4 separate regions of the Mus musculus genome follow, and all the other regions are linked to region 3. Evidence: chromatin contacts called from public HiCAR-type and promoter capture Hi-C data. All regions are on one chromosome and are shown on one strand. Each heading gives the region's core, a stretch centred on a gene start, on an enhancer-like site or on the middle of the called end of the contact. The rest is flanking DNA. Distances are from core to core; before and after follow the strand shown.

What was found. Promoter capture Hi-C pulls out the DNA fragments that hold promoters and counts their contacts. HiCAR-type assays count read pairs that join an accessible place to other places.
Region 1: a HiCAR-type map of astrocytes shows a contact between it and region 3, with 8 times the contacts expected there. The contact joins the promoter of 4930554P06Rik here to the promoter of Iqub in region 3. A contact is called at or near these places in 11 of 39 promoter capture datasets (the 3T3-L1 cell line, 3T3-L1-derived adipocytes, cranial neural crest and 7 more), 3 of 484 Hi-C or Micro-C datasets (cerebellar granule neurons and cortical neurons) and 1 of 115 datasets of contacts at active chromatin or transcription factors (astrocytes).
Region 2: a contact with region 3 is called in a promoter capture Hi-C map of second pharyngeal arch cranial neural crest, with 5 times the contacts expected there. The contact joins the enhancer-like site here to the promoter of Iqub in region 3. A contact is called at or near these places in 7 of 39 promoter capture datasets (the 3T3-L1 cell line, cranial neural crest, embryonic stem cells and 3 more) and 1 of 115 datasets of contacts at active chromatin or transcription factors (astrocytes).
Region 4: a HiCAR-type map of astrocytes shows a contact between it and region 3, with 3 times the contacts expected there. The contact joins the promoter of Gpr37 here to the promoter of Iqub in region 3. A contact is called at or near these places in 3 of 39 promoter capture datasets (the 3T3-L1 cell line, cranial neural crest and liver), 1 of 115 datasets of contacts at active chromatin or transcription factors (astrocytes) and 1 of 9 other capture datasets (embryonic stem cells).

What each region holds. Positions count from the first base shown.
Region 1 is chr6:23,180,096-23,182,911 of GRCm38.p6, reverse strand. It overlaps 4930554P06Rik (RIKEN cDNA 4930554P06 gene), which reads left to right and starts at 1,397. Exons shown (of 2, transcript NR_167898.1): 1 at 1,397-1,439; 2 at 1,590-2,431.
Region 2 is chr6:23,461,465-23,464,205 of GRCm38.p6, reverse strand. All of the region lies in intron 8 of Cadps2 (Ca2+-dependent activator protein for secretion 2), which reads left to right. Among named protein-coding and RNA genes, the nearest start is that of Gm38775, 110 kb to the left of the region's middle. Within about 2 kb of position 1,410, at least 5 of the 459 cell types and tissues checked have an H3K27ac peak or open chromatin away from gene starts, as enhancers often do. A contact at or near this core is called in second pharyngeal arch cranial neural crest, where this site is marked.
Region 3 is chr6:24,513,661-24,516,360 of GRCm38.p6, reverse strand. Iqub (IQ motif and ubiquitin domain containing) reads left to right here and starts at 1,294. Exons shown (of 13, transcript NM_172535.3): 1 at 1,294-1,381.
Region 4 is chr6:25,688,633-25,691,459 of GRCm38.p6, reverse strand. It overlaps Gpr37 (G protein-coupled receptor 37), which reads left to right and starts at 1,480. Exons shown (of 2, transcript NM_010338.2): 1 at 1,480-2,827. The coding sequence starts at 2,364.

The DNA.
Region 1 (2,816 bases), core at 148-2,647, 1.3 Mb after region 3:
ACTATGTGGTGGGTCTCCATGCTGGCAGCTCAAATGGCATGGTTCTTTTTCTTCTCCTCCATTCGCCTCCCCTGGGTGGTTGCAGCAACTTACAGATTGCCTGCCCTAGGGTCTATTTTTCTCTCTCCTAAACTTTAATAAAGTTACCCTCAAGAGTTAAAAAAAGAAAGAATGCATTAGGACAAAATATTTTTGTCTGAGAGACTCACCAATAAAACTTCCAAGTTCAGAGATAAATTTGTCAAGCTGTGACCTTGGTGACATGGAAAGAGAGAAGGCAGCTAAAGCATACAGAAGGGCAGGTTATTGTGGACTCTAGTCTCTCTGGGACAAGACAAGAAGGCACTTAGAATTAATCATGACCCTATCTTTACCTTGCAGGTTACTAGAAACTTAGTATTTTTCTCTACAAAGTGGAGTGATAATAATATTAGTAATTATGATGTCAGTAGTCTCAAACTCGTTTTCTGGCCTAAATAAGCACACATTTCTGTTGCTTGGGTTTTCTTCTCCCTTGAATTACAACTAATTCTCCCATAAACAAAAGCACCTCACTGAAAGTGCTGTCTGTGACCGGACACATTCTGATGTCTCTGGTGTTCTCAATTAAAAATAAAATGCGAAGCAAGTAGCCTGTGCTTCCCTGCAGAATCCAAATTCAACCTCTTAGGAAGGACTGACTCCTGGGATGGATTCAACCTTGGTTTTGACAGAGGAATCAGCTGGCTAACCAGAATCTAGATCTTGGAGTGGCATTCCATCTTCAGGTAGTTCTCCATAGAAACAATGTTTATATTTGTATAATTGACATGTGAAACCACAGCAGGGTATATCCATTGTAGCTTCTGGAGTTCCGGGGACTTGGGTTCGAGTTTCATGTGTACTTATTAAGTATGTCAAATCGGTTAGGTTGCCATAGCTCTTGAGATGAATTTGTCTGATCTGTAAGACACAGATAACCTGTGCTGTGACCAGGGGACACATAGATCATGTCAAAGCACTGTCACATCTAAGGAGGACTGGGGCATGATGGCATTCCTCACAAGAAGAGTAGAACCAAGGCAAGACAACTAGGAAAACAGAAGCAAACAACTAATACACGCCTCTTACATCCTATAGTGCACAGCGATTCTACTTCAAGAGCTTTACCTACATATGTACGCCCACACGCATGCAAGCATACTTATGATCACCGAGTATTATTTTAATATTTTCTGAAACAAATCCTATAGGCTTATCTTGGGGACTCAGAGTTGTTCAGAGAACTGCTGTGCTAATTTTAAAAGTGAGGTGAGTCCTTGCAGAGTGAGCTGTTGAGATGCTCAAAGATGAAAGTTAGGCCAGTCAAGGAATTTACAGAAGTCTATGATATTGTGACATCATCTGTGGACGTGGTACATTCACACCCAGCTCTCAGTGATAGAGGTTGCTGTAAGAAGGTAGTTGGTTTTCTACTAATTCTACTAATGTGTCCATTTTAGACAGGATGGAATTCATTATTTTGAGCATGGATACATACATACATTCTTATGGGCAGTAAGAAATTATGTAGATGTAACCTAAAATGTCACAAATTTCCCTGATCATAGAGGCCTTTGAACGGCAGTGAGACATCACACTGGCTAAGAGTCAGCTCTTCTGAGTCGATTGAAGGCAGCAATATGGTAGAAGTAAGAGGAGTTCTGAGGCCATCGATGAAAGGACAGAGGCTTATGAAGGGTTACAGCACGGGAGTGGAAAATGAACGACCAGATACTGCGGCTACGTTCAAGGCAAAGTCAATGAGGCCTGACAGTGGACCAACTCCTCAGTGTAAGTAACTCACAGCCTTCGACCGTAATTTCAATATCTTTGGTCTAAGAAACAGGCAGAGTAACTGTCCAGCAAGACTCTTTTCTCTTGCCTACTTGTTTTGAACCCCGCCCTCACTTTCTCCCATGCTCTTACTTGTTTGGTATATGAGGAGACAGCAACCTACAGACAGCGGATTATAAAATACAGTTGGGACTGCACGTGTAAATTGCTATCAGAGAAAAGAGGAAGCCCGAGCCAAGGACAACCGCATCTTAGATGTTCACTACCTTTGATATGAAGATCAAAAGATAGCTTCATAGCCCTGGGAAAGCCCGCAAAAAAAAAAAAAAAATCCTGTCAAGAGCGTAGAACCTCAATATGAACACCCGGAGCCGATTATCCAAGAAAGCACGTGGCTTTTGTAAGCTTCAGATCTTCTTCAAATGGATGCATGTAACCGGAACCCATCTGAGTTATGTTTGGTATCTGTGTTATGGGTTCCTTAATGTTTGTTGTGACTTAGCATATTTGAACAGTTTCTTTTGGGTTAATCGAATTTCAGGTTTAAGTACCCATCAATGCTGCACGCAACTTGAGCTAGCTCTTTTGAACTGTAATAAACCCTTATGGCACGTCAGCTGTTTCTTCTGTTACAAATCTATGGTGCAAGGGTTGGTTCTTTAGCATTGACATAGGGATTAGCGTACAGCTTTACCCGATTAAAGTAATTAATTCTTGACTAACTCCTACAACTTAAATATTTACAACTGTGTACCAAGTTCAAAGGAAAAACAAAAAGGTAAAATTTGGTGCCACCCAGTGGCAAATTCGTAAATTGCAGCCTAGAGACATTGTGAGGAAAAGAAAAAGATTTTCAAAGAGAAACTCATTACAATCCACAGACACAATGATAAGTGATTTGAAATCATAGTTAACGGAAATGCGGAATTAAAAATGAATTAAAGTATGGAATCGGGAGCATGTAGGGCTGTAAAGAAGGCTCGGCAGTGGCAAAGGCTTGT
Region 2 (2,741 bases), core at 161-2,660, 1.1 Mb after region 3:
GCCACCTTCTACCATTTCCCAGGACCACAGCCTTGAGTCTTTTGAATTTCCATCATTGTATTATTCAGGATGAGTCTGTTGGCTTGAAGGCTGAGGCATTTTTAGACCATGGTTATACACTTAAAATACAAGAGCTTTGCTACACAGTGGAGCCTGGTGAAAAGCAAACAGACAGATAAATCAATGCTAGCTGAAGGCAGGTAGACACAAGAACATAAATATTTAGCTAAGCAATTATTTTTAAAGGGTCTAGTCAATATTAAACCTTTAAGTGCCAAGTGTCTCTTCCTGGTCTACACTGCTGACGCAGTTCGGACTGTTTGAAGTGCTGTTTGTTTGCTTGTTTGTTTGTTGTTGAGACTGGATCTTGGTTTGTAGCCCAGGCTGGTCGCAGACTCACTGTGTGGCTCAGGTTGCCCGCTACCTCATTATCCTCCCTTCCCCCATCTTCTAAAAGTTGTGATTATACGCCACCACCTACCAGGAGAAAAACCCTCTTTATCAATGTTTTGTGTAAAAATTATTTTTACATATCAATAAAGATATTGGTTATACCCAGGAATTGTTTTGTGTTTTCTTTCAAAGAATTCTTCTAGATGTTGGCACAAAGAAACTACTATTAGTTCCTTGTATCGGGAAGTGGGTGTATAGCCATATACTGAACCACGCCCTTGCATGCTATCGACTATTTAAGTGCATGCTATCCTTGCATGCTATACCCACTATTTAAGTGGGAGGCGTTTTTCCTTATGAACCTTCACCTAGTTATATTACAACAACATCATAAATTTTAGGATTATTTTTGTGACACAAATGAAGGAATAGAGAATACCATCATTTTCTCTGGTGTTTATTTCCTTTTATTCTATTTTATTTCATATAGCCTGTGGTTACCTAATGCCAGGTTATGTCAGACCTCATAAGATTTAAGAGTGAAATGAGATTTGAGGATCAATAGGCCTTGTGTTCATGTTTTATAATGTAAACAATGAGAGCAAAAGTGGCGCAACTTTTTTAAAAATATTTGTGGCAAGCTAAAAGACATTTATAATTAATTTGTACTACATATGCTCTGGGCCAAACCCTAAGTCCAGCATTATAGCCTGTGAGGTGTCTCCGTTCTTGTAGGAAATACTTCTAGCCACTTGGGGGCACTGTTTTCAAATTTAAAGGACAAAAAGAAAAGGAGGAGAAAAAATGTTTGATTTATTTCAGTTTGAAAAGTTTCCCATTGTTCTATCTGTAACTCTAATTATATAGTTTTAGATAAAATGCCTTTTATATGTTTTGAAGTAGCTGAGGTTTTTAAATTTCTGATTAGCTATAAATTAAAACAGTGTTTCTCACACGACGCTCTCCAGAGCTAGAGCAGCAGCAACCACCTACCAGTGCTTGGCCACGCAGCTTCTCAGGCCATTCTCCAGCCTGTTGGGCTGCGGAATCCAAGGCTCCTGGTGCCCGGCAGGGTGACTTTCCACACCCTCTCCTTCAGAGATTGGCTTGCTTACTGACATTTGGTAGCCAACACATTGGAACGAATGCTGAAATGTTTTTTAGTGTTTATTTTACAATATATGCTTGGAATAATGTGCAAAATATCTGGCTTCGGGGGAGTGAAAGTCTTCTGTTGGTTTCAATATGTAGACTCTGAAGACAAGCAAATCTCCCTGTCCATAAATATACAGCTGTATGCATATGAGCTGCAACAGTTCCTGGTGGGCACCACCCTTCCCCAACCCCGCTCCAAAACATGTGATCAGGTAAAATTTGAGACAAATCTTTTGTTTTCTATCATGTAGATAAATTAGCCATTTATTTGCAAAACCTCTCTTCATGTGATAGTGTCAGAGACATGATCTGTAATTCATGATAACACTTCTTTTTTTTTTTAATTTTTTTATTAGGTATTTTCCTCGTTTACATTTCCAATGCTATCCCAAAGGTCCCCCATACCCACCCCTCCCCACTCCCCCTTTTTGGCCCTGGCGTTCCCCTGTACTGGGGCATATAAAGTTTGCAAGTCCAACGGACCTCTCTTTCCAGTGATGGCCGACTAGGCCATCTTTTGATACATATGCAGCTAGAGTCGAGAGCTCTGGGGTACTGGTTAGTTCATATTGTTGTTCCACCTATAGGGTTGCAAATCCCTTTAGCTCCTTGGATACTTTCTCTAGCTCCTCCATTGGGGGCCCTGTGATCCATCCAATAGCTGACTGTGAACATCCACTTCTGTGTTTGCTAGGCCCCGGCTAACAGTGTTTCCTAATATCTCTGGACTACATTTACACTTATTAAAAGACCTGTGATGTGTATTTGATAAATTGATCACCTGGATAAACTTTCAAGCATCTGGGAGACCATTCAGAATCTCTGTTTACAGTTAGAAAAAACAAACAAACAAACAAACAAACAAAAACTAATGGCGTAGGGAACTTCACAGTCCTTGCATTTTCTCAGCTCTGACAGCAGTACCAAGGCAGAACTCCTACACTCAGTCTCTCTAGTAAGCAGATGATTATCTTGCTCTGTTCACAAGAGTTCATCTGAACTATTTGAAGAGAATACCGTTGCTCTGAGGAAGAGACCCATCTAGAAGCCAAGACCATGGAGTTGGAACTTAGATTCTGCGCTCCCCTCTTATAGTGTTTCACCCTCCTCTTCACACCTCCTGGACCTCAGATGAGCCTCTTTGTTGTCTCTGTCTTCCGAGGATGCTCCTTGGGGGAACTGAAGGACAGTTT
Region 3 (2,700 bases), core at 45-2,544:
TGCAAGATGACATTTTGAACAAGACCTAAGCAAGGGCATAGATTTAGGATAAAAAGTAAAATTGGATAAAAAAAAAGCATGGATTTGTTTTTATTTTCTGATTAATACTATTTTTCTATTGCTGTTTTCATTCAGGGGACATCGACATTTTTATAGCCAAGCACGTTTATGTATTTGTGAGATAGAAAGTGTGTGTGTGTGTGTGTGTGTGCCTTTGATGTGTTAGTAACCTATCCAAGTAACCTATGTAGATAGACCATCTAAGAAAAGTACATTCTATAAAGCTAAGTTTGTAGTACATTATCAGTAAGTTATTAAGACAGGTGGTGGGTATCAAGCTACATTTAGCAGTGGAAAGAATATGAATTTTTCTGCTGCCTCTATTCCTAACCCTGGTGTTTGCATACTGCCCCTAACAGGAGAATAATGAATGATAAGCCTTTGAAAGTGATGGGGTGGGAAAGTGATGTCAGCAAATTGATGAGAGTGGATTTGTAGCAACAAGGTATAAAGAAGGCAACGGCTTTTATAATGAGGGGAATGGACTTTATAACACGTTTTTTAATTTCATTAAGCTCTTTAAATATCAAAGGATGTTAAACATAGCACATAGTAAGGGTTTTAAAAAATCTGGGCTCTCGATTCAGATTGGATTTTAATACTGGCTCTCATTTAATCTTTGTGTGTTTCATTTTTTTTTTTAAATAGTATGGCAGTGCTAATAGCAATCCTTCAATAGAATCATTGCATTGGCTATTCGAAATACAGATACGGTGCTATGCTTAATGATATTACTAAACCTTTGCTGTTATTGTGAGATAACCACATGAAATTTGTGCAGGGAACATATTTGATCCTTTCTCTAAAACTGATTTTAAGACTAAAGAACGTGGTGATAGAAAAAGCTTTGCTTCTCCTGACTTATAAAAGCAGAGTAGTTATTAATTCTTCCTGTTCTTTCTGGCTGCCAGGAAGCTAAAGGAAAGATCTTAACTGGACAAAAGAACTTAGGTAGCACACAGTTGTGTTCCTTTATAATCCCTGTCTCTCAGTGTTCACATTTGCATTTTTAAAAGAAGGTAACCCGTGAGCTTAGACTGTTTACAGGACTGCCTTTTCAGAAGTGTGAGAGAACTCCCGGAGAAAGGTTAACTTGGAATAATCTTTAGGTCTCAGTTCCTGGCGCCAAACAATCTCTACTTCTGGCTCCTCTGCTTTTGCTCTTGCTGGCTGTTTCCTTTCCCACTGCGCGGGGGCGGTGCCCTGGCAGAGGAAGCTGGCAGTTGCTAGGATACGCCAGCAACAGAACATCTAAGCAGAAAGGAGCTGCTTCCGAGGACTGGTGAAGCCTCTTGGTCTGTGATAGCTATTTCTTGAACAGGTAAGAGGACACGTTTGGCAGCCCTTTCCTAGATGGCTGCTGGTTCTAACTGGGGGTGAGCCTGGCATGCTAGGCCTTGCAGGGGTGCCGATCTCTCTTGGATACAGGGCTCTCTGGTCAGAGGACAGTGCTCCTTAACTTTACTTAAAAACAGAAAACTTACAAAGCATCACACCGCTTTTGACCCTTCTCTAGTTACCCCCCTCCCCACTGATATGGTATCTTGAATCAACAAGATCACTCTGGGAGGTTTACACCACCCCGCCTCCTGGGTGCTAAGGAGAGGAGAGTGCCCGCATCTGGTACTGGTCTATGGACACCATTTCCAGTCTGCAGGGAATTCAGCCTTTAGACTTTCCTTACCAGGAATGCTGCTTTCCTCCAGTCATTGTCTTACCTACTAACAAAAACTTCAGTAGGCCTATAAAATAAAAGACAAGACAGAATCTCTGTCTTACCAGTATTCTACATGTAGCAGGCTTTAATGGGAAGAAATGAAGTGGCAGACTTTTTATATACAATCTTAATAGCCACTGAGTTTTATTTTAAAAGTAAAATAAAGACTGAAACATATTTGAATGGATAATATATAAAAATGAAGGAAATTCAGCATCCTTGGAGATGCATGCCCTTAGCACTGGGGAGATGAGGCAGGAGGATGGCAAGTTTAAGGCCAGTCTGGGATGCATAATGAGATGCTGTGCCAAGAGGTCCATACCTCCATCCAATAGCGTGACACTCTGTCTTTGTTATTGTTCTATTGCTTTGAGGAGACACCATGACCAAGCCAACTCCTAGAAAAGAAAGCACTTAATTGGAGGCTTGCTTACACTTAGTAAGTTAGTCCCTTCTCATCATGGTGGGTGAGCATACAGGCCTGGTACTAGAGCAATAGCTGAGAGTACTACATCCTGGTCCCCAGGGAGAAAGAGGGTGGTGGGCAGAGAGGCATGAGCTTTTGACACCTCAAAGCCCACCCCCAGTGACATACCCTCTGACAAGGTCATACCTCCAAATCCTTCTAATCCTATCAAAGCGTTCCACTCCCTGGTGACTAAGGATTCAACTATATGAGCCTATAGGGGCCATTCTTCCTCAAACCACCGCATACTTTAACAATGAAACACTGAATTGTAAACATCTTAAAACCATTTCAGACCTTCCCTCCACACAAATATCAAAGGGCTGGAATACAGTGTCAAATTTTAAGAAAAGAATTTTATTTATGGACTTTAATGGAGATCTTTGTGTCTTTTCACCTAATTATAGAAACTTCTTTCATAGTGTGTTTAAATTTGTAAATAAGACGATGTACATTT
Region 4 (2,827 bases), core at 231-2,730, 1.2 Mb before region 3:
TTGTAAGACACAAGGGCTTCACAAGGGTTATTCTTGATCTTATGTTTTGAACGCACAGGATATAAATCTGCAGTATTTTGAGGTATTGACAAATACCGTTGCAAATGGGATTTTCTTCTCTTTTCATTTTTTCTACTTTAAAAGAAGAGTAATTTTATCTGTTTCCATTTTCAGTCATCCAACAAGCTGGTGCTGAACACTACCTCCCTGTGACATGTCATTTGACACTTAACCTTTGGTGAAATCCCGTATTTTAATTTTTGTCTAACTTTTTCCAAAATAGTTTTTTGTTTTTTTTGACCCTTGTCAGTTTTGTTGTTATGTCTGGTGTCTGTGCATCTGCCCATTTGAACCTCAACACAAGAAAAAAAATTATAAAGATTTTCATAGTCTACTACCCTCTCATCTCTCTCTACCTTTTTCTTCTTGGGTCCCTTGTGTGTGCACAAATTTATAACCCGTGACACTCTTTTCATCTCCAGATATTTAAGTAAGTCTCACTGTAGAGTTCCTTTTGCTATGTAAACACATATTCACAAATGACAGTGCTTAGGACGTAGATAGTTTGAGGCTCTTTACTGCAATTGTATTTTTACTGTATTTTCTATTGTGCCCTTAGATAATTCTTCTGTTGTTGCCTTTGTCTCTATCTCACATGTTTATTTCTTCCCCTTTTAAAAATTTGGTCCGATATTTGTCTGTTTTCTCAGCTATACCAAGATTGCTACACGGGGTTGTGTGTATATAAAAATTGGAAAGGCATGGGCATCGTGATGGGAGTTCGGTCCTCCTCAGTTCTCAGTTCTGAACATATCAAGGTTGCTGCGTTCCTCCTGCTCCCTGTGATCAGCTCTAACTCCACCTCCTGGTAGGATGCTTTCAAAGTCAATGTTAAAGGTAACGGGACACCTGGATCCTTCTTACCTTACAATCTACTCTCTTACCGAGTGAATGAAACCAATGAAGTCTGTTTCTTTTCTGACTCTGCTCTGGGGAATCTAAGACTGTGAATGTGTCACTATTCCCTGGGGAGTCTGAAGCCTGAGCATGCGCACCAGTTGCTACCAATTGTTGCAGATCTCAAGAGGCTTGCCCTTTCTACCTTCTCCTCCAGGGATCCCCGCCTGCACCGGGGGTCCTGAGATCCAACCCCCTCCTTAGTGGTGACAGATTAGGTCGGGTTGGTTGGACTATCTAGGGCAATAACCCATGGAGTTCACGTCCTCCTTGCCTTTAGCCGTGCAGATTCGGCGCCTCCGCCCTTGTTCCCGGGTCGCTCCTAGCTTCCTATTGAAAGCTACTGCGAACGCCTTGAATGAAACGTGTGTGGGTTTAGTGTGTGGTAAAACCACCAGGGGATCCCGTCTCTCCACAAACCAGATGCTCTGCTAGAAGGAGGACGAGAGGGAGGCGACCTGGAGTGAAGCCCGCGCAGTGGCTGAGCCGCTGGGAGAGGCCGGGCCACCTCCCCTGTCCACCATGCACCGCTCCGCCCGCCAGCAGCGGTTCCAGGCACCACGCTCTCCACCCGGGTTGCGATGGTGGTGGCAGTGACAAGCTCCTGCAGCCCACAGCACTGTGCACAAAACAGCAGCGCCCTCTCCTCCCTCTCGCTCCACTCCACGCCTTCTCAGCCCGTGCACTAGGCGCAGCCGCTGGCGCCATCCACTTGTCAACTTTGAACTGAAGGAGCAGCAACTTTGACAGTGGCCGCGGGTTTCGAATCTGGCTTCTCCTTGGCAACAGTCCCTTTGAAAGTCGTCGGAGTTAAACGAAGCAAGAGTTTCCTCTGTGCTCCGGTGGTGCCTTGTTTGCAAGGGTCCCCACCCCCCACCCCCCCGCCAGCCGAGAGTGGGATTGTGACAGCCAGTCCCCTAGTGGAGCGGACTTGTTTTTCTTTTTCTCTAGAGACCTCTACTAGCGACTGGATAAAGCAGTATGGAAAGGATGTAAATAGCAGAGCAACTGTTACCAAGAAGACAGCCACCACCCAAAGGCTGGGAGGAGCGCGGGGCTTCCTCCAGGCTGCGCCCAGTCGCAACATTAGGGAACAATCAGGTGGTGTTCGCAACTTTTCAAGGTCAGCCTCTTGGATCTGTTATTTCCCTGGGAACCTTCGGGTGCACCGAGCTTGGATTAGATTTGGCTGGGAAATGCTCAGAACATGAAACGTGGAAGGATTGTAGGGATGTGTTGATGACACCGTCCTTCCCCAAGCGCCCTGTTCCCTCCCAGCAATCTTCTGCTCCCATCCTCTACCCAGCGGTGAGTATGTGACATGTGCCTAACTCTCTGCACCAAGTTTGGCAGCAGGTGTCGGTGCTAAGCTAGAGCCAGGCTAGTAGGTGCGCCCTCGCCGAGCCATGCCAGCCCGGGGCGCGCCTCTCTCGCGCACATCGCGGCTGCTGCTCCTTCTGCTGTTTAAGGTTTCTGTCTCTGCTGCCCTGAGCTTTGTCCCTGAGCCCAGGAATGGAACTTGTCTGGGGGAGAGCTGTTCCCCACTGATCCAACGCCGCAGCAGGGATGCCCGTGGACCTGGGAATTCGGCAAAAGACGCTCTGCGAGTCCATGTGCCCAGAGAGAAACTGGAAGCAGAGGTGAGAGGGGCGACCTCTTGGGACCTCCCACCACCCAGGGGCGGTGACACAGGTGTGATTGAAGAAGCGGCGGCTGCTGGGCCCTTGGGACCTCCAACCAAGCCACCAAGTGCCTGGAGATGGAAAAGTGCCCAGGGTAAAGAACCATCCGGGCATTTGAGGAGAAGGGACCCCACGGATCCCCAACTCTTCTTTCCGACATCGGAGGGGGGAGAGATGAGTTCCAAGCG